Linked DNA regions of Mus musculus: all the other regions are linked to region 1. A link is a contact called in public HiChIP or PLAC-seq and promoter capture Hi-C data. All regions are on one chromosome and are shown on one strand. The core of a region is the stretch at or near the end of the contact, and the rest is flanking DNA. Distances in the headings are between cores, read along the strand shown.

The links. Promoter capture Hi-C pulls out the DNA fragments that hold promoters and counts their contacts. HiChIP or PLAC-seq counts read pairs in DNA pulled down with a chosen protein or histone mark.
Region 2: a contact with region 1 is called in a promoter capture Hi-C map of embryonic stem cells, with 2.5 times the contacts expected there. The contact joins the enhancer-like site here to the promoter of Stx16 in region 1. A contact is called at or near these places in 18 of 39 promoter capture datasets (the 3T3-L1 cell line, 3T3-L1-derived adipocytes, the C10 cell line and 13 more), 4 of 484 Hi-C or Micro-C datasets (the G1E-ER4 cell line, pre-B cells and uterus), 13 of 115 datasets of contacts at active chromatin or transcription factors (the NIH/3T3 cell line, astrocytes, craniofacial prominence and 10 more) and 2 of 9 other capture datasets (liver and pancreatic islet).
Region 3: a contact with region 1 is called in an HNF4G HiChIP or PLAC-seq map of pancreatic cancer cells. The contact joins the enhancer-like site here to the promoter of Stx16 in region 1. A contact is called at or near these places in 4 of 39 promoter capture datasets (cranial neural crest, embryonic stem cells, frontonasal cranial neural crest and 1 more), 11 of 484 Hi-C or Micro-C datasets (B cells, the G1E-ER4 cell line, brown adipocytes and 8 more), 22 of 115 datasets of contacts at active chromatin or transcription factors (the SCID.adh cell line, T-cell acute lymphoblastic leukemia, bone marrow-derived macrophages and 15 more) and 3 of 9 other capture datasets (adipose tissue, liver and macrophages).
Region 4: an H3K4me3 HiChIP or PLAC-seq map of bone marrow-derived macrophages shows a contact between it and region 1, with 4 times the contacts expected there. The contact joins the enhancer-like site here to the promoter of Stx16 in region 1. A contact is called at or near these places in 4 of 39 promoter capture datasets (cranial neural crest, embryonic stem cells, frontonasal cranial neural crest and 1 more), 26 of 484 Hi-C or Micro-C datasets (B cells, CD8 T cells, the G1E-ER4 cell line and 21 more), 23 of 115 datasets of contacts at active chromatin or transcription factors (the 230-238 cell line, the NIH/3T3 cell line, T-cell acute lymphoblastic leukemia and 18 more) and 2 of 9 other capture datasets (adipose tissue and liver).

The regions. Positions count from the first base shown.
Region 1 is chr2:174,074,219-174,079,061 of GRCm38.p6, reverse strand. It overlaps Stx16 (syntaxin 16), which reads right to left and starts at 2,011. Exons shown (of 9, transcript NM_172675.4): 1 at 1,873-2,011. The coding sequence starts at 2,004.
Region 2 is chr2:173,754,148-173,759,574 of GRCm38.p6, reverse strand. The region is part of intron 1 of Vapb (vesicle-associated membrane protein, associated protein B and C); the gene reads right to left. Among named protein-coding and RNA genes, the nearest start is that of Vapb, 19 kb to the right of the region's middle. Within about 2 kb of position 1,939, at least 5 of the 459 cell types and tissues checked have an H3K27ac peak or open chromatin away from gene starts, as enhancers often do. A contact at or near this core is called in embryonic stem cells, where this site is marked.
Region 3 is chr2:173,604,913-173,609,821 of GRCm38.p6, reverse strand. It overlaps the pseudogene Ppp4r1l-ps. Among named protein-coding and RNA genes, the nearest start is that of Ankrd60, 29 kb to the right of the region's middle. Within about 2 kb of position 1,346, at least 40 of the 459 cell types and tissues checked have an H3K27ac peak or open chromatin away from gene starts, as enhancers often do. A contact at or near this core is called in neural stem cells and pancreatic cancer cells, where this site is marked.
Region 4 is chr2:173,677,339-173,682,102 of GRCm38.p6, reverse strand. The region is part of intron 2 of Rab22a (RAB22A, member RAS oncogene family); the gene reads right to left. Among named protein-coding and RNA genes, the nearest start is that of Rab22a, 20 kb to the right of the region's middle. Within about 2 kb of position 2,727, at least 61 of the 459 cell types and tissues checked have an H3K27ac peak or open chromatin away from gene starts, as enhancers often do. A contact at or near this core is called in the 230-238 cell line, B cells, CD8 T cells and 4 more, where this site is marked.

The DNA.
Region 1 (4,843 bases), core at 762-3,261:
ACAGCAACGTGTTTTTGAAAAGGTGCCGGTCCAAGATACTGTGTTTTAAACTCTCTGAATTAAGGGTCAAATTTTTTCTCTCAGGTAATCTAAAGATTAAAGCTACTTAGAACTTTACAGAATTAAAATTTAAAAACCAAACAGTATCTTTTTCATCAATTTAAACAGAGACCCTGGAAGCTTTAGCGTGGGTTTGGCTCTGTTTTGTTTTGTTTGTTTTCCCCCATGAGGTAGCATAAAATTAAGTCATAAAGAACAGGAGACCTTTATTTAACATAACTGAAGGCCCACAGATTATATTCATTCACTATTTCTCCGGTTTATTTCTGGAGACTCTTTTCAAAAACCACATTAGAATGAACACATTTCCATGCTAAGATTTGTTTCCTACTTATTTCTATGTAATATTATTTCTTTCAGTCTAAAAATGTAAAACATCCTTCAAATGTAAATGTAAACAAAAGCCCCAACACACTCCGAGCTAGTTTTCTATGCCTTGGGACCGAAGTTAACATCCTGCATCCTTTTATCCTTAAAACTGCTTGCACAGAATAAAAAATCCCTTTTCTGTGAATAATATGGTCAAACATATTTTCCACCGTGACCTAAACAGGGACAACTGTCCTGGCAAGACAGTGACAATCACGATACACAGCTTAGTTTTTCATTAGCACTTCCATAAATGATAAAAGGAAAAAATTAAAAGGCAACTGTTTAAAAGGCGGGAAAGCTGCAGCGTTTCACGAACTATGTTTCAAATGCAGCCCCTAAGGTCGTGGGGTGACCGTGCATTCCCCCATGTTTCAAGGCTGCTTCCATTCAAACCTTCCCTTTTCAATTAAAGGTATTATTACAAAGCTAACAATATTCATCTGGCTGCACCATTCAGACCCGCCCCCTATCTGAGAGAGCAGGAAACTGAGGCTCTGGAAGCCAAAGCCTCCATCAAAAACAAACCAAATACAGCAATCATACTGGAACATTGCTTTGAAAAAGAACAACAACAATAACAAAACCCTACACTGCTAGGCGAAGTGAAGTTCTGGTCAATAAAATCAAAAGCCATGTGCTATTTTGGGGGATTAATTTTCACATCCGCATCATGTTGGTTCCTTTTTTTGTTTTGTTTTGTTTTTTTAAAAAAAAGTTCGAATGGAGAAGCTTAATTTCCTGTGTGGGAAATGGAAAATGAAGCGCCTAGCACCTTGCAATCTCACCAACATGAGTCCTCGGAGGGGGGAGGGCGGGGGGGGGGGGCAGCAAAGCAATTACTCCTAGTGTACATGGCCACACCGAGAACTAGGGCCATTGGAAGAAAAATAGTGGGAAAGAAAATGAGCTGAGCTGAGCAGACCACACACACACACACACACACACACACACACACACACACTCCTTCCTGGGGGGGGGGGGTCTGCAAGGATTTGAGTCAGCTAACCACCCACCTGGCCCACAGAACCAAAGTGAGGCCATTGCAGGGGGGGGGGGGGGGAGTGCCAAACAGAACAGAACAAAACAAAAAGAAGGTTGGAGAAAGGCCTAGGTTCCAAGTCCTCGTGTTAAAACATATGTAAATCGAGGCTGCCCGACGGATGGTGGGGGAGGAGGACCAGGAGGCCCAGGAAGTGAGAAGGCAGGGCAGGGGTTGATACTGTGGTCCCCATTGGGGGTTGCAAGTGCCCCATAAGCCATGGCCGTGCTCCACTTCCTTCTGTATCACACTCCTAGTCGTCGTCGCCTTGTTATTGTTGTTGTTCTTTTTTTCTTTTTTTTTTTTCTTTTTAGACAGAGAGACAGACAAGAGACAGACAGACAGGCAGAGCCGCAGTGCACACGGTGTGTGTGTCTGGAGAGGCCGCCAGGAAGACTCACCGCAGCAATGCTACGTGAATGCAGAGGGCTGGAGGTGGTGTGACTACTCACTTGCTCGGCTAACAGCTGCCGGGTTTGGATGGAATTATTCCGCAACAACAAGAAAGCGTCGGTTAAACGCCTGGTGGCCATTGTCTCCCCCTTTGTGACCCCCCCTCTCAGGGTCTCCCACCCCCCCTTGTAGTCCTGATTTGTTCACTTTCTCTCTTGGTCTGGCCTAGCTGATTCCACTCTTGCACAGAAATCTCTCTTGACAAAGCCTTAGGCTTTTCACGGCGCGATTTTGCAATCCGCCTAAGCGCGGAGACCCCTCCCCAAATAACCACCTCGCCTTTTCCAACTGCCTGACTCCCCCTACCCCAAGGCTGGCTCGGATCTCAAAGCACTCGAATCCCCCCAATCCTAGCGTCGAAATCAAACGTCCTGGAGACCCCTCCCCAATCCCAGCTCGGATCCACAAGCGCCTGACGCGCCAATCCGGCTCGGGGATGGGAGAGACCCCTACCCACTCACTTCCTAAGACCTCCCCAAAGGTGCTGGCGCCCTAACCCTAACTCAGAGCGCCTGCGTGCCCGGCATGTGGCTCTAACTCCGAGTTTGGGTTAACTCTCCTCACAAAAGGCCTGCTCCAAACAGGCCGAGCCCACAACGACAAAGGAGCGTCTACAGCTCCCATATAGTCGCCTGAGCCTACTGAGGCTCAGCCCGACCTGACCCCTCTCTTTCCTGTGCGGCCTGCTTCTCCACTGCCAGGAGGCTGCGGGCCTCCACGAGGACCTCACGGCCTGCCTCCCCCAGCCTCCTCACTCCTCTTCACCGGCACCCTCCATCCCGGGATCAGGCTGCAACCCTGCCCAAGGCCGCTTCCGTGCAGTGGTCCCGGGCTCTAGCATTCCCCCGGCCCTCTTCCTGTCCGTTCCTCGCGGGTGCCCCCCTGCGACATTCATGAGATTGCTTGCAACGTTCCGGGAGCGGGAGCTCCCTTATTGCCCTGCCCCGGGATGGGAGTGCTCCGCCCTCTCTGGGACAGTTCCCGGGGCGCCTTCTTCCCCTTTTCCTAAGAGTGTACAGACTCTGGGGCAGGCGTCCTGGCCCCAAAAAACGGCTTCAAAACCTTGGCCCTGGAGCCGAAGACCACCACTGGGGTCCAGGCAATTGTAAACTTCTAGTAGGATTGTCAGGCAGGCAGAAATGTGGAAACGTGGCTCTTGCAGAGCCTAGTCCTGCGCGGGGGCGGAGGAAAAGTGGAAGAAGTCTGCCTCTGCAGGCCAGGCACGCTCCACTGCAGGCGCCTGGCGCTGCTGAGATGGCCTTACCTTTTTATTTTTTTATTTTTTTTCTTTAAACTGTGAGAAAAAAAAAAGTATCCGAAAAACAACCAGGCCAGGGAAAAAAGAAAAAAATAATAATAAAAAAAGCTTGGGCGCTAGGCCTTGCTGGCCTTACTGTGGGCAATAAAGAGTGGTCAGGCATCTACACTTGGGCACTACAATGTTGTGCCCAAGTGGGAAAGGTTCCTAAACTTAGAGACAACCCCTCAGCCCCACTCCCCCAAAAAGTACTTTGTGTTGAGGTTATGCCCACGTTTCCTCGAGCTGGGGTTTCTGGTCGCCTCCCAGTCTCTGGAACCATGCATCCCACTCGTTGCTACCCTGGCTTGGGGGGTGGGGGCGTCTCCCAGGGCCCCCCAGGGCTGCAGCTGCCGCACTCAGTGAACAGCAGCTCCGGAGGCTGGGGTCACCGGCAAGCCTGGATGACAGACCAATATCTGCAGAGCGACTTTATGGGGTGTCTTGCCCTCAATCTTGCTCTCAGCTTTGGGATCAGATTGGGAACAGTTTGGCCTGACTTGAGGGTCCCCTGCCTCTCCCGGGTGCCAGGAGGCAGGCGTGGGAGCCGCGCGTAGGGTCAGGCTCTTGAGCCCCGGGTGCTTTTGCTTTTAAGAGCGGGTGCTCCTGTGCTTGTGTGCAACAGTATCCGTATGAAAAGTATCTTTGAGACACATAACACAATGAATGCATGGAGGAATCGAGGCCCGGAGAGCAGCGGTGCGAGCTGATAGAGAAGAGATGATTCCGATGCCGAGCTCCTTAAAGACAGGGGCGCCCACTCCCCCCGCAGCGGTTGACGATCAGCGGGGGCTGCTCGGAAGGTGACAAACAGCCCAGACCCCGCTGGGGCCATAGAACCAAGCACTCTGCTGCTCCAAAACCACAGGCCCCGGGTTAATTTCGTGGAGGGAAATAAGAGGAACCCTGTGTGCAGACCCCAGGGGATATTTGTGCAGTGAGGGAAGAGTTCCGGCAGCCCACCCTGCTGGTGAGAGCTGACCCCAGTCACGTGGCAAAGCCCACTCCTCCTCCTCCTCCTCCTCCTCCTCCTCCTCCTCCTCCTCCTTCTCCTTTTTGTGCTTACGGCGTTAGTAAACAACCGCCGAGCCGGTCTCCCGCAGGAACATTGGATTAGAGCTGTGGGCCTGTTCTCCTCCATTCTCGAGAGCACACATCGGCCTCCCCCCAACCCCCCTGCAAAGCAGGGGCTTGTTTACTTCTGGCTAGAACCTGATCTCCCTCCTACGCTGGACTGGACGGCTGTGTTTTAGTCATCTTTGTACCCACTGCCATCTCATCTGGCTTGTAACAAGCTCCGAATAAATGGTTTATAAATATATGCACGAATATTGGAGAGCTGAGATTTACGTTCCCAAATGTCTGTCCTCCATCCAGTGTCTCTAAAGCCTTTAGAGCCTTCTAACGTATATATTTTAAACACATCTATATGTCCAGTTTACATAGTCTTTGCAGTCAGTTGGCCTGTCCACCTCTCTAAGGTTATTGTGCAGATCAAATACAAACACTTTGTATTTGATGTCAGATTCTGGACAAATATTATATAGAATGGTAATTTATTCATTTTCTGCATTCAGCAAGCTTAGCAGAGTTATTCCTGGTGGTGTGTTCCAGTCCATGAT
Region 2 (5,427 bases), core at 690-3,189, 320 kb after region 1:
ATCAATAGGCCTATGGAAAAAAGGCCGGGCACAGTGTGTCATGCCTATTATCCTGAATTTGGGAAGGTGAAGGCAGGAAGATCAGAAGTTGAATGTCATCTTTTGGTACATGACAAGTTCTAAGCCAATCTACAATACAAAAATAAGCCCTGTCTACAAAAAACAAACAAACAAATAGGAAAATATACAGACTGATCATTGAGCCTCAAGTGCGGACATACTATTAGTTCAGGTATATAACATACCCACCACAGCATACAGACATCCCACCATGGAGAAGACAGAACACTTACTATGCCCACCACAGTTTCCAGTGTCTCTCCTTCGGCTCCCCATTAAGCTGGGGTGGGGAGCCCAGTTGTAGGCTTCACCAACGTCTTCTGGGATTCTATAAACATAAGCTAGATTCCACTGACTGAGCACGCTGTGGCAAGTTACCCAGGTCTGCCTATTATGTGGCAATATAAATGGTATTTCAATTTACATGAATCACATAAAAGATGGCCTAAATTATTAAAAGACAAGCAATATTGGTAGCAGTGAGTGGCATTTGTCCCCGAGCACCCCGCCTTGGGTCTGGTGCTCATCTGTAGACCTCTGGAGGGAGCTGTGCTGGAAATATATGCAGTGCAGACATGACTGGGAGAGCAGCAAAGTCTCATGGGTAAAAATCAAGGCATTTTGCAAAAGCAGGCCAATCCTCTTCGCCCCACTCTGGGCAATTTACTTCAAGAATTTTATTGAAAATAGATTCGATTTGAGTAATTACAGGAGATAAACCGTGTTAGTGCTTGCCTTTCCCCTGCACTAATGAATTAGAACACACAAAAACCTCAATAAAAATGATGGGAAGGCTTATGAGCATCATTCAGATTTTTCCTAGTCACTTTCATTTCATAAAACTGCCATTTCCATTAAAGCGTTATGTAAAAAATGGGATTTTATTCCACAAACATGCATATTTATCACCAATGAACTTAAACATTGCTTATAAAATACAGTCAATTTTACAAATGAAATCTTCAAAAGTTAAGTTTTTTTTTTCTTTTAAGAGATTGAAAAAAATGATTTGTGTCTCCAGAGTGGGAGCACATCTCATCCTTTAATTACTTTCTTCCATGTCCTCTATCCCTTGGTCCAGATATCTGTGTGAAATTAGAAACTCCACATCTCCCAGCAAGAATGAGCACAGAGCAGCAACCCCAACCTGGAGTAGATTCCCGATGTGTGTGAACATTCTCTTCTCCTATGGAACAGGCTGGATGGATTCCTCCTTCCCCTTGTTACAGCTGTGTGCACCTGCAAGCACTTACTAAGGACGATAGGATGCTCATAACCCAGCACTGACTACTAGAACATGAACCCCACTTGTTCTCGGGGGATCAGATCCAGGAAAGCAGGCCATAAACCACCCGCAGCCTCCCAGGCCCTGCCGCTTGCCTGTCTTCTTTAAATTACTTAAGAAAGGACTGAATTCCACCTGACGAAGAAAGCAAAGATCACAGACACAAAGAAACACGTGTATTTATAAAAGGCGACGGGGAGGACGGGTCTTGAGTTGCAGGTCACAGGACAAAAGCTCAGACTTAAAGCACTATCTTAAAGTTCAAGGGAGGAGGCTCCAGGTGCTGAAGTTCTCTCCAGAGACAATGAGATTCAAGCCAGGAACCAGTACCCGCATGTGTAATCCCAGAGGCTGAAGTAGAAGGACTGTGAGTTCAAGGTCAGCCTGAGCCACACAATGCACACCAGGAAATTCCAGGCTACAGAGTAAGATCCTGTCTCAAACAGAACAAAACAAAATAAGAAGACTAAATAAATTTACCAATCAAGAAATATCCAGGTAATACCTGAGTGTTTCCCCAGCTTCCCACGGACTGAACACTTTTGGTGACTGTTGCCCAGAGAGCATCATTAACATGGAACTCCTCCTGCTGGGGACTCCAAACACCAACTTCCCAAGACAGCGATGTTCACATTCAGCAACTACACAGGCCACAGTGAGAAGTCCAGGGGCTTGGGGCTCAGCCTGGGCCTTTCTCATCTGCAGAATTAAGTCTGTTTTAAGACTCTGCCTAATAAGTGGTAAGACTACATGATGGAAGAGGAAAAGAGAGCATTTTTCATTTTTAACACAGCAATTCAATCCTATTAGAAAGTAAAGATTGCCTTGTCTGGGCATGATGGCTACCTCTTCTTTCCCAGCTCTCAGGAGGTAGAGGCAAGTAGATCTCTGTGAGTGAGTTCAAGTCCAGTCTGGTCTACACAGCAAGTTCCAGCCACCCAAGGCTACATAGTGACACCCTGTTTCACAATGAATAAATCAATCAATCCTAAGTAAGACTCCCTGAAGGTAACATGGAAGGGAATCTAAATGATTTAGGTGACTTCTTAGGGAAACTAGCAAGGTGGAATTCAAGGAAGAATCAGTAATGAGCTGGACTTCATCAGAACTCAAAGCCTATGGGCTGGGCAGGGCTCTGAAGAAGGGGTGCCTAACACTCAAGAAACCCCAGAAACCCATCCCCAGCACTGAAAAAAATCAAATAAATAAAAATAGAAACATCTGCCCTGCTGAGGAATATTGCCCACAGGACGGAGGGACAAGAGCCACAGACCAGAAGGGCTGGTGTGAAAGATACACCCAATAACGGGTCATCTGCTGAACATATGGAGAACTCCTGAACAACAGCAAGGAAAATGCCACCTGGTTTAAAAACAGACAAAAGAGCTTCAGGCATCGCACTAAACAAGGTGAAATCACAACAAAGTGTCACCACTTCTTCTTTGTGTGGCTAAAGTCCAACGCTGAGCACCAAATGTGGGGCACACACAAGGCCACCAGACTTACATTGGTGCTGTGGAACATGGTCTATGCAGCCACTTTGAGGGACAGTCAAGTATTTTTTCCTTTTCTTTTTGTGATTCTATTCAAACTTGAACTGAGGGGCTCGCACACGCTAGACCAGCCTCTAACTCTGCGCTGTACCCTCAGCCCAGCTGGGTGCATTCTTTCTGGCATTCTCTCTTCATTCCCACACTGTAAATGAAGGGTTAACAGCCTCACCAGAACGATGTCCACCACAGAGGCAAAACAAAGTCCTTCAGAAGGAGAATACAATAAACTATGGAACATCTAGATGTAGATAATAGTAGTAGTAATATTAATATTAATAATAATAATATTAATAATAATAGAAGAAGGAGGAGGAGGAGGAGGAGGAGGAGGAGGAGAAGGAGAAGGAGAAGGAGAAGGAGAAGGAGAAGGAGAAGGAGAAGGAGAAGGAGAAGGAGAAGAAGAAGAAGAAGAAGAAGAAGAAGAAGAAGAAGAAGAAGAAGAAGAAGAAGCAGCAGCAGCAGAAGCAGCAGCAGCAGCAGCAGCAGCAGCAGCAGCAGCAGCATCCACAGAAAGGCATGGCAGGAACTCAAACTCATATTTTAAGTGACAGTCACCATGCCACCATGCAGTGTTCTGGAAAGGGCACAACTACAGAGAGGGCAAAAGGTCCTGGGCTGACAGTGAGCACCTGCCAGCCATCGGCAGACCCCAGGGTAGACAATGAGCTTCAGTGGGCAGCTGCTTTGTTGGGGGCTTCTTTTTCTGCACAATCTCCACAAGCCACCACCGTCTATAGAAAAGCTGTATTTTATAAGAGGAGCACGGGGCATGCTGGATCCACGTGTCCAGTGGATTCTGTTTCAAATGCACACAGGCGCAGGTGCACAGGGAAGAGTGGCTGACCCTCTGTTTGGTCTCTCTTCCTCTTCTAGAGCTCATGAAATCCTAGCTTATAAATATGCATCCTTCCTGTGTAATTTATCTCCTGGTGTGTTTTTGAGCCTTTGAAATTCACACCGCATGTACTACCACACAAGTTACACACCACCCTGACATGCAATAATCCGGGTCTCAGCCTTCCACACAGGGGCTTAAGTTATTAGCTTGGCTGCAGCTCCATACTGCACAAAAGGCTGCATCAGTTTCCTCTCCCATAAACCCTTCCCTCTCCATGACCCTACAAACAATAAGCGGCCACATTCACTTCAACCCTGCAGAGAGCCTTTGGGCAAAAGCAAAGACCTTTGATGGAGATTGCCAGGACAATAAATACAGTCCTTGAGGTCTGAATACAATAGCTTTTATACATAGGAAAATATATTAGAATTAGGAGACGCGGGCCTTCTAAAGTCCAATCTGCTGTTTATGTTTATCCCACCAGTCTGTTTTTACTGAATATCAAGCCCTGCTGCTTCTCCTACCTGACTGCAAGGCCTATATTTGTTTTACTACAATGGAAACAACAAATCACATGATTCTGCCTCTTGCTCACACTGGTGGTTTGCACTTAGAAAAGTTCCAGGAGCAGTAGAGCAGCTTAGCAAGGTTGGAAGAGGAGGGCCAGGCAGAGGACCCCAAGGCTGGAAGAGGGCCAGGCAGAGGACCCAAGGCTGAAAGAGAAGGGCCAGGCAGAGGACTCCAAAGCTGGAAGAGGGCCAGGCAGAGGACCCCAAGGCTGGAAGAGGGCCAGGTAGAGGACCCAAAGGCTGGAAGAGGAGGGCCAGGCAGAGGACCCCAAGGCTGGAAGAGGAGGGCCAGGCAGAGGACCCCAAGACTAGAAGAGAAGGGCCAGGCAAGGACTCCAAGACTAGAAGAGGAGGACCAGGCAGAGGACCCCAAGGCTGGAAGAGGAGGGCCAGGTAGAGGACCCCAAGGCTGGAAGAGGAGGGCCAGGCAGAGGACCCCAAGGCTGGAAGAGGAGGGCCAGGCAGAGGACCCCAAGGCTGGAAGAGGAGGGCCAGGCAGAGGACCCCAAGGCTGGAAGAGGAGGGCCAGGCAAGGGCCCAAGACTGGAAGAGGAGGGCCAGGCAGAGGACCCCAAGGCTGGAAGAGGAGGGCCAGGCAGAGGACCCCAAGACTGGAAGAGGAGGGCCAGGCAGAGGATCCCAAGGCTGGAAGAGGAGGGCCACACAGAGAACCCCAAGGCTGGAAGAGGAGGGCCAGGCAGAGGACCCCAAGACTGGAAGAGGAGGGCCAGGCAGAGGATCCCAAGGCTGGAAGAGGAGGGCCAGGCAGAGGACCCCAAGGCTGGAAGAGGAGGGCCAGGCTGGAAGAGGAGGGCCACACAGAGAACCCCAAGGCTGGAAGAGGAGGGCCAGGCAGAGGACCCCAAGACTGGAAGAGGAGGGCCAGGCAGAGGATCCCAAGGCTGGAAGAGGAGGGCCAGGCAGAGGACCCCAAGGCTGGAAGAGGAGGGCCAGGCAAGGACCCCAAGACTGGAAGAGGAGGGCCAGGCAAGGACTCCAAAACTAGAAGAGGAGGGCCACGCAGAGAACCCCAAGGCTGGAAGAGGGCCAGGCAGAGGACCCCAAGACTGGAAGAGGAGGGCCACGCAGAGAACCCCAAGGCTGGAAGAGGAGGGCCAGGCA
Region 3 (4,909 bases), core at 97-2,596, 470 kb after region 1:
CTCATCCCCCATTGCTATCCCCTGGGCCTCAGACAGCTGAGTGTTTGTGCACATGTTTGCTGTGTGTTCTGTCTTCTGTGTTCCCGGATCTGCCACATGGCCCCAGGGAGAACATAGTTGAGAAGCAGCGACCTCCAGGGGCTGCCACTGGGGCAGGCTGGGGGTGCAGAATACAAGGGGACAGGAGAGGTCAGAGTCCTGCAGACTGGCCCTGCTTGCTACCCTTCCCGATGGCTTTCCTGTCTCCTCTGGCTTGGCTGTTGGCAGACCAGGCAGTCCTAGTGTCGAGTAGCCTTTGTGGCCACAGCCTTGGGCCTTGCCCTCTTGTGCCCTGCTATGGAGTGACCATCCGTGACAAGGTCTGTTCACTTCTGGGACCCGTTACAATTTTCTTGCCTTCCTCTCCTGACAGTGAACTGTTCTCTATAAAAATGGGAATTTTAGGTGCTTTCGTCTCTAGCTGCCACTGGTGCCTTTGCACCTGATGCTGATCCATAGTGGCCTTGGGTGCGAAGCATCGCGTGTCTGCAGTACGCGCCGCTGTGGTGAGGCCCAGGCTTGTACAGCAGCAGAAGCTGTCTCTCACTCTGACACCTGGCCCAGTGGGCCAGACGTGTGTCCATTCACCAAGCCCCAAGAGAATAAATGTCCTGTCACCCGCTGCCTGTGCTGATGGTGCGCTGAGGACAGCGGGCACCTCAGACATGGTACAACCCTCCATTGTCACCCTCTGCAAGTCACATGACAATTATGAAAAATACACAAAAATGTACATACGGGAGGAATGGTTGCACCAAGAGGCTGGGGCTCCCTCAGGCAAGAGGGGGGGGTGGTTAAAGGGCAGACCCAGAGGAATATGGAGAGTGCGGTGGGAGGCCTGCCTCCATCCTGAGAAGGCATCTACCCCATCTCCTGTTTCACCTTCCACCATTTTCCCTCCAGGTCAGAAAACCCAGCCAGGAAGCGCTACTGGCCCTTCTGGAGCAAGGTCTCATTTCCCAGTGTGACATTGAAGGCTAAGTATGTCCTGCTCTGCTGGAGCGGTCTGCTCCCAGCCGTGATGATGAATGCAGGAAGGAGGCCATGAGCGTAAGTCTTCCTTGGGAGTGGCTTGCACAGCTGGTGGCTAATTCAGGACTTGAATTCTCACAGGAGTTGAACTTCAGGCATGCACCATTCTCTGAGTTAGATGGTCAGAGTTTATTCAGGAAAGTTTCATGGGTAACCTTGATCCTGTCTTTAGACATGCTCATTCTTGGAGTACCAGGGCTGGAGGAGTCTCAGCCAAGTGAGTGCCAGTCACCAGCCACTTACACTGTTGACACTGCTGCTGGGCGGGATGCCCAGTCTTACAGTAAAGCTCAGTCTAGAGGCGTGGGGCCCACGATGGTGTATGAGGTAATGTGTTACACAGTACTTAGTAAAAAAAAACCCTTTGCTATATCTAATGTGTTATATAAACATGTTAGACCAGGAGGGGTGTGAGCAGTAAGCAGTCCCTGATGGGTGGGGTGGCAGCACACTTGGAGGGGCAGAGGTGTGTGCTCAGGGGCCCTGCCAGCTTGGTTTTCCATGTAGCATCCAGTGGTAGCAGGCTGCATACCACTATTAAGGGACTGTATAGGCAGCCAGGGCTTCCTCCTTCCTCCTTCTTCCTTGGTAGGTGGTGAGCGTGCTGGCTTCTGCTGTACTTACCCAGTGCCCCAGCCCGGCCTTGCTTGTTCTCTGTGTTCAGGGACCATCATGAGCCATCTCATTTCCTTTGGCAGCTGCCCCTTCACTGCCCTGTACAGATGAGGCTTGTGTGCTTGACCCCTTCCTCGAATTATGGCTCAGAGCTGCAGGATTGGTCCAGCCTTTTAGGAAATAATTTTGCATAAATGGTTTTAAAATCCTAGGCCTGGGTGATGAGCACAGGGTGAGCAGAGAGCTGGTCTCTTGTTCAGAGAGGAATGACGTGAGAGGAAGGAATTATCTCCTTCCCCAAAGTGCAAAAGCATTATACGCCATGTAGCTAAAAAATTATATTGCAGTGTCAGAACATTTGGCAATTATTCTTCATTTATATAAAAGTGTTTTTTCAACTATGCGTTAAAGGTCTAGATTTTTAAACTAATTTAATTTTTTGCATATTCCATATGTTTATAAGATGAATCAGTCTGAGGAATAATTGATTATTAAAATTCAAATTCTCCAGGGTTCTTTTATAAATTTCAAGTTTCTCTAAAAGAAATTTAATTTACTTTGCAAAATGAACCTGGATAATAGCATTTAGTCGGGGTGTTTGGCAGTTGAGCAGTGAACTTTGCCAAGTAGATCTCCGTTTTCATTTAGAACTCTGTCCAACGGGTTTCCAAGGTCACAGCTGGCACTCAAACACCTTATCCCTAAAGACTGGCAGTGCCGAGGGCACCAGAGCCGAAAGCATTGCTGCAGGATTCACTTTATTTTGTCTCCAAATACTCCATTCTTATCAGCAATGTCTGTCCCAGCCCTCAGCCATTTGGAATATAAAGCAAGCCTCCCGTGGAGTAGACAGTCCGATCCCACAGCGAGGGCATTTGCAGAAGAAACTGCTTTCTGGCTTGTGACTCTGAAGCCCTACTATGCACCGCTTAGCTCTGCTCTCTTGTGTCTGGAGGGCTTGCTTACCTTTCCATGGACCCCACAGGAGAAGGAGGTATTGTGCTCTTTGCCCCAGCTGTGCTTTGGTTCAGTTCTTTTCCTGGAGCCTGGAAGTTAGGGGGGTCCTGAACACCAAGAGCTTGGGGGCTGCCATCTTCTCAGCTGGGAAGTGGAGGTGTGTGTAGCATGAGGTGCTTTTATTTGAGGAGTACAGGCCCACGTATGTGTTGTGGAGCTCCCCAAACAGAATGTTGTCTGGTTCTGTGGGTAATACCCCAAAACGCTGTGGTAAATACTCAGGAAGCCCTTGGCTTACAGATGATGGAAGCGGCTCTCTGGGTTCTGTGTGCCCTGTGTTTGGATATTGGGACATCTGTATACACATCAGCACATGCCAACTCAGAAGGAGGCTGCTCTGCGGGAAAGGACTTGTCACATGGAAAACACACACATCTGTCTTCTCCTCAGTTTTCATTCTCGTTGGGAATCGTAATCAGTCAATTGTGATGCCAGCAGCTTAGGTGCCTGTATGACGGGGACCGTTACCTCGCCTGCAGTACCAGTTAGACCACGCAGCCTTCCTGTGGAGACCAGGGCTCAGTTCTTGGTAGATCACCTGTGTACTCACAGTGCTTTGTTCACATCTTTCCCGACACCCGATCACTGTTAGTGACACTCTCCTCTCTGTCATCACAGGCTGCTGCATGTCCATCTCCTTTCACTTAGCAGTTGAGTTATAAAGTCCCATTTACCTGTCCCTTGAAGTGGCAAGCTCTGACCTGGGGTCACTGTGGCCTTGTGCCATCAGCACCCAGCACAGGCCAAGCCCAGAGCCCGTGCTGAATAAATGTTAGTTGTCGGATGAATGGATTGGTAAAAACGGCGAGAGCTGTATCTTGTAATTATATCTAGACAGGATAAACAGGCCACTGGAGACCAATTATAATTCCTCTTGCTTGCAGGGAGGCCATTAGCATTCTGCGATTATAACTAATTGTCAGAAGCCTGGTTTTCTCTCAACACGTTTTCACAGTAAGGCTTCCTCATTTTTTGTCGTCATCCCTATTTTGAGCTCATTTTTATTTGTGCATTTATTTAAGAAGAATGCTGTGGTTATGGGCTGTAAAGAATAGTTGGCTCCAAGCAACTCAGTGAAGATCGCCATTCCACACATGTGGTTCCCAGGGCTGCTGGGATGTCATGTCTCGTCACTGTGTGCTGCCTTCTAATGACTCTGGATTTGTCTTATATGGTGTAGTAATAAGGTCATGTGGGTGTGGTGGTCGAGAGGAGTGGAAAGAGATACAGGGAGCTCTTTAGTTGCCCGTTACCCTGGATACAGAGGTCTCACATCCTCATTTATTGTGGCTGTCACTGAACAACTCTGCTCAGCGTTACATCAGAAGTCTGTGTCCTCAGAGCTTGAAGGCAGAGAGAGGCCTTTTCCTTATTTGTGTTCTGGGCTTGGATTACCCTTCCCTCACCCCAATTAGATTTCTCTCTGTGTGTGTGTGTCCCGCTTTGCTTGTCTGTGTACAAATTCTCAACAGAAGATGGCTATATTACCCACCCAGAATTCTTTACTGTACTCTAGCAGTGCTGTGTCCCTGAGAAAGATGGAGCTTGGAGAGAAAATGCTTCCCTCCCTCCCTCCCTCCCTCCCACTCTCTCCCCCTCCCTTTCTTCCTTCCTTCTACTTTTTCTTGTTTACTTATTTTGAGATATTCTTTCTAAACATTTGGAGATAGCTTTTTTTTTTTTCTTTTTTTTCCTTTTTCGAGACGGGGTTTCTCTGCATAACAGAATGCTGGCTGTCCTGGAACTCACTTTGTAGACCACTCTGATCTTGACCTCACAGAGATCTGCCTGCCTCTGCCCCTCAAACTGATGGGATTAAAGGTGTACCTCACCAGGCCCAACAGGAGGTAGCTTTTGATTGAGCTTACAGGAGAGTTAGAAGAATGGAAGCTGTGTTCTCCCTCCCCCTTCTCTAGGAGCCTGTCACTTTGGTTTGTGTCATCCTTTCTTCTCTGTTCACACACACACACACATGCATGTATACATATGTGTGTAAAGCATGTGTGTACATGTGCACATATGTGTGTGTGTGTCTATACACACACATATGAGCCATTTGAGACTGACTTGGAGACAAGATCATTTGACATTACGCAATACAAGAGCGTTGAAGTCTCTCTTGGCCCTGAGTCCTCCTGTCTCCAGTGTCCTGACCTTAAACACTTTCTGAATCTTTAGATCTTGTAACCTGGGAGGTCTTGACACA
Region 4 (4,764 bases), core at 1,478-3,977, 400 kb after region 1:
GGCTGTGACTGGTCAAAGGGCGGGCATGGTCTCAGCTTGTCTGAGGCAGCTTTTCAGGTGCTTGGGCACACATGCCATGATGGTATTTCAGCTGTTTCCAAATTGTAATGCAGTCCTCTGGCTACGGAACAGGTAATAAACAACTGATATGCTTCAGTTTATCAGTTTCTTCAGAAGCATCACAAGTTTATATGAGCATAGCAGACGCTCAGAACCTGCTTTCCTCTTCTGTGATCCTCCACACCGATGCTTTCACTCCACACCACACTACCTCACCTGAAAGAGTACGATCTGTATTTTCTTTTTAATTCTCTAAATTAATTTTTATTATCTCTGATGGTGAATTGGGAAAAAGAACTCGGAACTTAGAATGCAAGGGAAGGGGAGAACAAAGAGGAATAAGTGGCCGTGGGGCTTAGAGGGAGGGAGGTTAAACAGAGTTTCCTGCACTTCAAAATTGTGCTGACTGCCAATGACTTTTTTTTTTTTTAAAAACATATTTGCTTTTATTTATAAAATAAAGTAGTTACATTATTTCCCCCAACTTTCATGTACTCTTCCATGGTATCATTCTTTCTCAAATTTTTTTTCTTTTCTTTTTTATTAATATTTTTTATTATATATTTTCCTCAATTTCATTTCCAACGCTATCCCAAAAGTCCCCCATACCCCCCCCCCCACTTCCCTACCCACTCATTCCCATTTTTTTTTGGCCCTGGCGTTCCCCTTTACTGGGGCATATACAGTTTGCGTGTCCAATGGGCCTATCTTTCCAGTGATGGCCGACTAGGCCATCTTTTGATACATATGCAGCTAGAGTCAAGAGCTCCGGGGTACTGGTTAGTTCATAATGTTGTTCCACCTATAGGGTTGCAGATCCCTTTAGCTCCTTGGGTACTTTCTCTAGCTCCTCCATTGGGAGCCCTGTGATCCATCCAATAGCTGACTGTGAGCATCCACTTCTGTGTTTGCTAGGCCCCGGCATAGTCTCACAAGAGACAGCTACATCTGGGTCCTTTCGATAAAATCTTGCTAGTGTATGCAATGGTGTCAGCGTTTGGAAGCTGATTATGGGGTGGATCCCTGGATATGGCAGTCTCTAGATGGTCCATCCTTTCGTCTCAGCTCCAAACTTTGTTTCTGTAACTCCTTCCATGGGTGTTTTGTTCCCAATTCTAAGGAGGGGCATCGATCTGTATTTTCAAGCTGTTTCACTGCACTTTATACAATAATTAACAGTGTTAATGATGTGTTTATAAAAAGATAAAGAGAGAGGGGATATATTCTCTGGGGGTGTAGTCAGACGTGGGGTAAGGGGAGGCCTCAGCAGGCCCATGCTAAGGCATCCATTCCCCCTGAGGAACCAGTCACACGCCAGTATAGTATAGAATAAGAGTTTATTCAGGGCATTGGGAGGGGAGTTAAGAGGGTAGTAGAGTCAGAGAAAGGCAGAGAGCATGTGGAGAGAGAAGGGGGAAGGGGGGGGGGGGGAGGAAGGGAGCAAGAGCCCAAAAGAGCAAGAAAGGAACAAGAGATGGGGGAAGAGACACAGCAAGCAGTCCCCTTTATAGTGTGGGTCAGGCCTACCTGGCTGTTGCCAGGTAACTATGGGGGTGGAGTTTAGACAGAATGCTAACAGTCTAGGGAGCTCTCTGTAGGACAGAACCCTGGAAGTACAGTTGCTGGGCAAGACTGAAGGAGACAATCGCTGCACACAGGGTGAGAAGCAAACCTTCAAGGGAGTTTCCCAGCTTGGCTGATTAATTTTGATGCCATGTGCCATGAGATGAGTCAACTGACCTTCCTTTACCTCAACCATCTTGTGAAAGTGAGGAATAACTTCCCAGGTGTTTCCCAGAGGTTCATGTATTTAAAGCTTTGGCACCAGTATGACCTCACTGGGATGTGCACTGAACCTTTTGACAGGTAAAAAGGGGTTGAGGGTCCCTCACTTTTCATTTACTGTTTAGCCATGAGGTCCCGGAGCCTACCCTGCTGCACTCTCTCAGGATGCTGTGCTGCACAGGACAGAAGCAACACACAAGAGGGTCAACTGAGCATCCAGTGCAGCCTCCAAAACGATAAGCTAAAAGAACCACCCTTGCCTTTTGTAAATTAATTATCTCAGCAATTTTGTTATAGAGACAGAAAAAAAATGCCATTTTCTGTCCCTATAAAGATGGAGCTTTACAAAAACTGTAATCTATTGAGGTATAGTCTTGGTTAGCCTTGGGTATAAACTTGACACAGCACAGAAAAGTCTAAGTGAGAGTGAGGTCTTGAGTGAATATATATATATATATAATATACATATATATATTATATATATATAAGCCATCCCATCATCCTTAGGCAGTTAGAGCTGGGGTGTGAGAACACTGCAGAGGGGCTGAAAACATGCTCAGCTGTTGACAACCATCTCTCTTTTTTTTTTTTCTTTATTTACATTTCTTTCTTTTTTTTTTCCTTTTCCATCTCTTGTTCTTTCACAGCACCCTAGCTCAGTTCCTAATATTCCCAACAAGTGTAACTTTAGCTCCAGGGGCTGGGATACCTTTTTCTGGTCTCCATAGGCATACCCCACAGAAAGATACATGCACACACACACACGCACTAAAAATAAACAATCTTAAAAAAAATGAAAACAAAACTGAAACTCTGAGCATGAGCCTGTGAACAAGGCAGAGAGAGGGTGAGGCAGTCAGTAACGCTCCCCTCCCCCATGGCTCCTGTCCCTCAGTGATGAGCTGTCATCCGATGTAGCTGAAACTCTTTCTTCCCCAAGTTGTTTTCAGTCAGAGTGGTTTATCACAGCAGTAAATGAAATGAGAACAGGTGGAGTTGATGTACAATAAAATGTAGTATAATATTTTCAGGCCAATGAATTTTAAAACTTCATAGTCTCATGTAACTATCACCCAAAATAATATAGTCACAACATTTTCCAGTCCTAGAAATCTTCCTCATGTACATTTCCAGTTCATTTTTGCCACTAAACTGATGATGGAGTGAGTGTGATCCTGAGGAACTGAGTGTGAATACATAGCACCTTGTAGAAAACTGTGTGGTAGGCCATGTCTGTAACCCAGCAACCCAGCACTGAGGAGAGGACTAAGCGCACTGGCCAGCCAGTCTACCAAGACTGCTGAGCTTCACGGTCCAAGGGAGACTTTGTTTCAGAAGATAAGGTGGAAAGACATTGAAGAAAACTTGGATGTTGACCCCTGGTTTTCACATGCTGAAGCACACATATGCATGTTTCTGGTGCTACTCTTATGACCAGGCTTAGCAATGCTTGTATGTGTGCTATATACTGAGTAATGATATCCTCCTTTTAGACCTCAATCATGTGATAACCCTTCAGTCTCCAAGCCTGGACTTTGTCCCCATTAGAGCTGTTAGACTGGATTTTCACACTTGGAGAACAGGGTCTTCATCCCTATTCAACAGGAAGATTCAGAAAATGTAGGATTAAGGGACTGCAAAGTGGGTGTGGTGGTTCACACATATAATTCTAGTAGCTGGGAAGCTGGGGCAGGGGGAATCACTGCATGTCTGAGGCAAGCCTGGACTACATAGTGAGTAGTAAGTCAACCTGGGTTATAGAGTTTGACCATGTCTAAAAAATAAGAACAAACCTTCAAAGGGATGATCTAAGTCTCAAAAAGAAAAATTGAGTCTGAGCAGAAAGATGGGAAGAAGTTAAGAGGAGCCCCTCACATCTGCTGCTGGAAGAGCTCTTTAGCAAGATTATAAACTGTGTTTACAGTCAAAATAGGTTTTGGATTGTGACCTAAGCATAACAAAGCTCCCTTTGACTATGTTTTTATCTAAAGGCCTGGGAACCTGTGCCATACATTCTGTAAACCACTTTCAAGTCTTGCAGCCAATAGCAGGAATAAGTGAACATTTCTACCCCATCTTTTACATCTTTGAATAGTGTAAGTAGATGTGACTTCAAAAGCTACCAAATTCACATAAAGAGCAACTAAGACATGGAGTTGCTGCTCTGCAGAGAGGCTGGTGGCTGTTCTGCGGTGTGCAGTACCATCCTCCTTTTACATGTCCAATATTCACTCTTAATGCTGTGTTTACACCTATGTTTTAATAATGTACTTAATAATATTTAATAAACCTCAAGTCTGCTTCAAAAACAAAACAAAAACAACAAAACAAAACAAAACAAAAAACCAAACTAACCAAGCAACAACAAAACAGAAGAGGGCTTAGTGAAAAGGCTTCCTGGGTAAAGATGCTGGCCGGCAAGCCTAAAAATTTGGTTTTCTCTGCAGGACCCACACAGAAACTTTAAATTGTCCTCTGACCTCCATATATGTGCTGTGGCATAGGCACTCCCCACACAAAAATAAGTAAAGGTATTTAAAAAAAAATTAAAAGGTACTAGATATGATGTGGTGACTGGAATCTTGGAGACAGCAGACCAAAGGACCAAATGCATTGAAGACAAATAAGTGGAAATTGTATAAGCCTTAGAGGAAAAGTAAAGAGATGAGAAAAGGAGACGTCCGGAGCCTCCTTGGCTTACTGAGCACGTTGCACACACAGAACTCCCATATCACACACGAGACAAAAAAAATGGGGCAGGAACAAAACAAACAAACAAAACTTCTAAAATCACTGTAAGTAATGTCCACATTTTGTAAAAGTCAAACTTCAGGTCCAAGAAAGTTGATGAACCCAGAGGGTATTTTATATTTTGTGTGTCAAGATAAACTGGCCAAACAAGAGGTAAAGAGTGGGCTC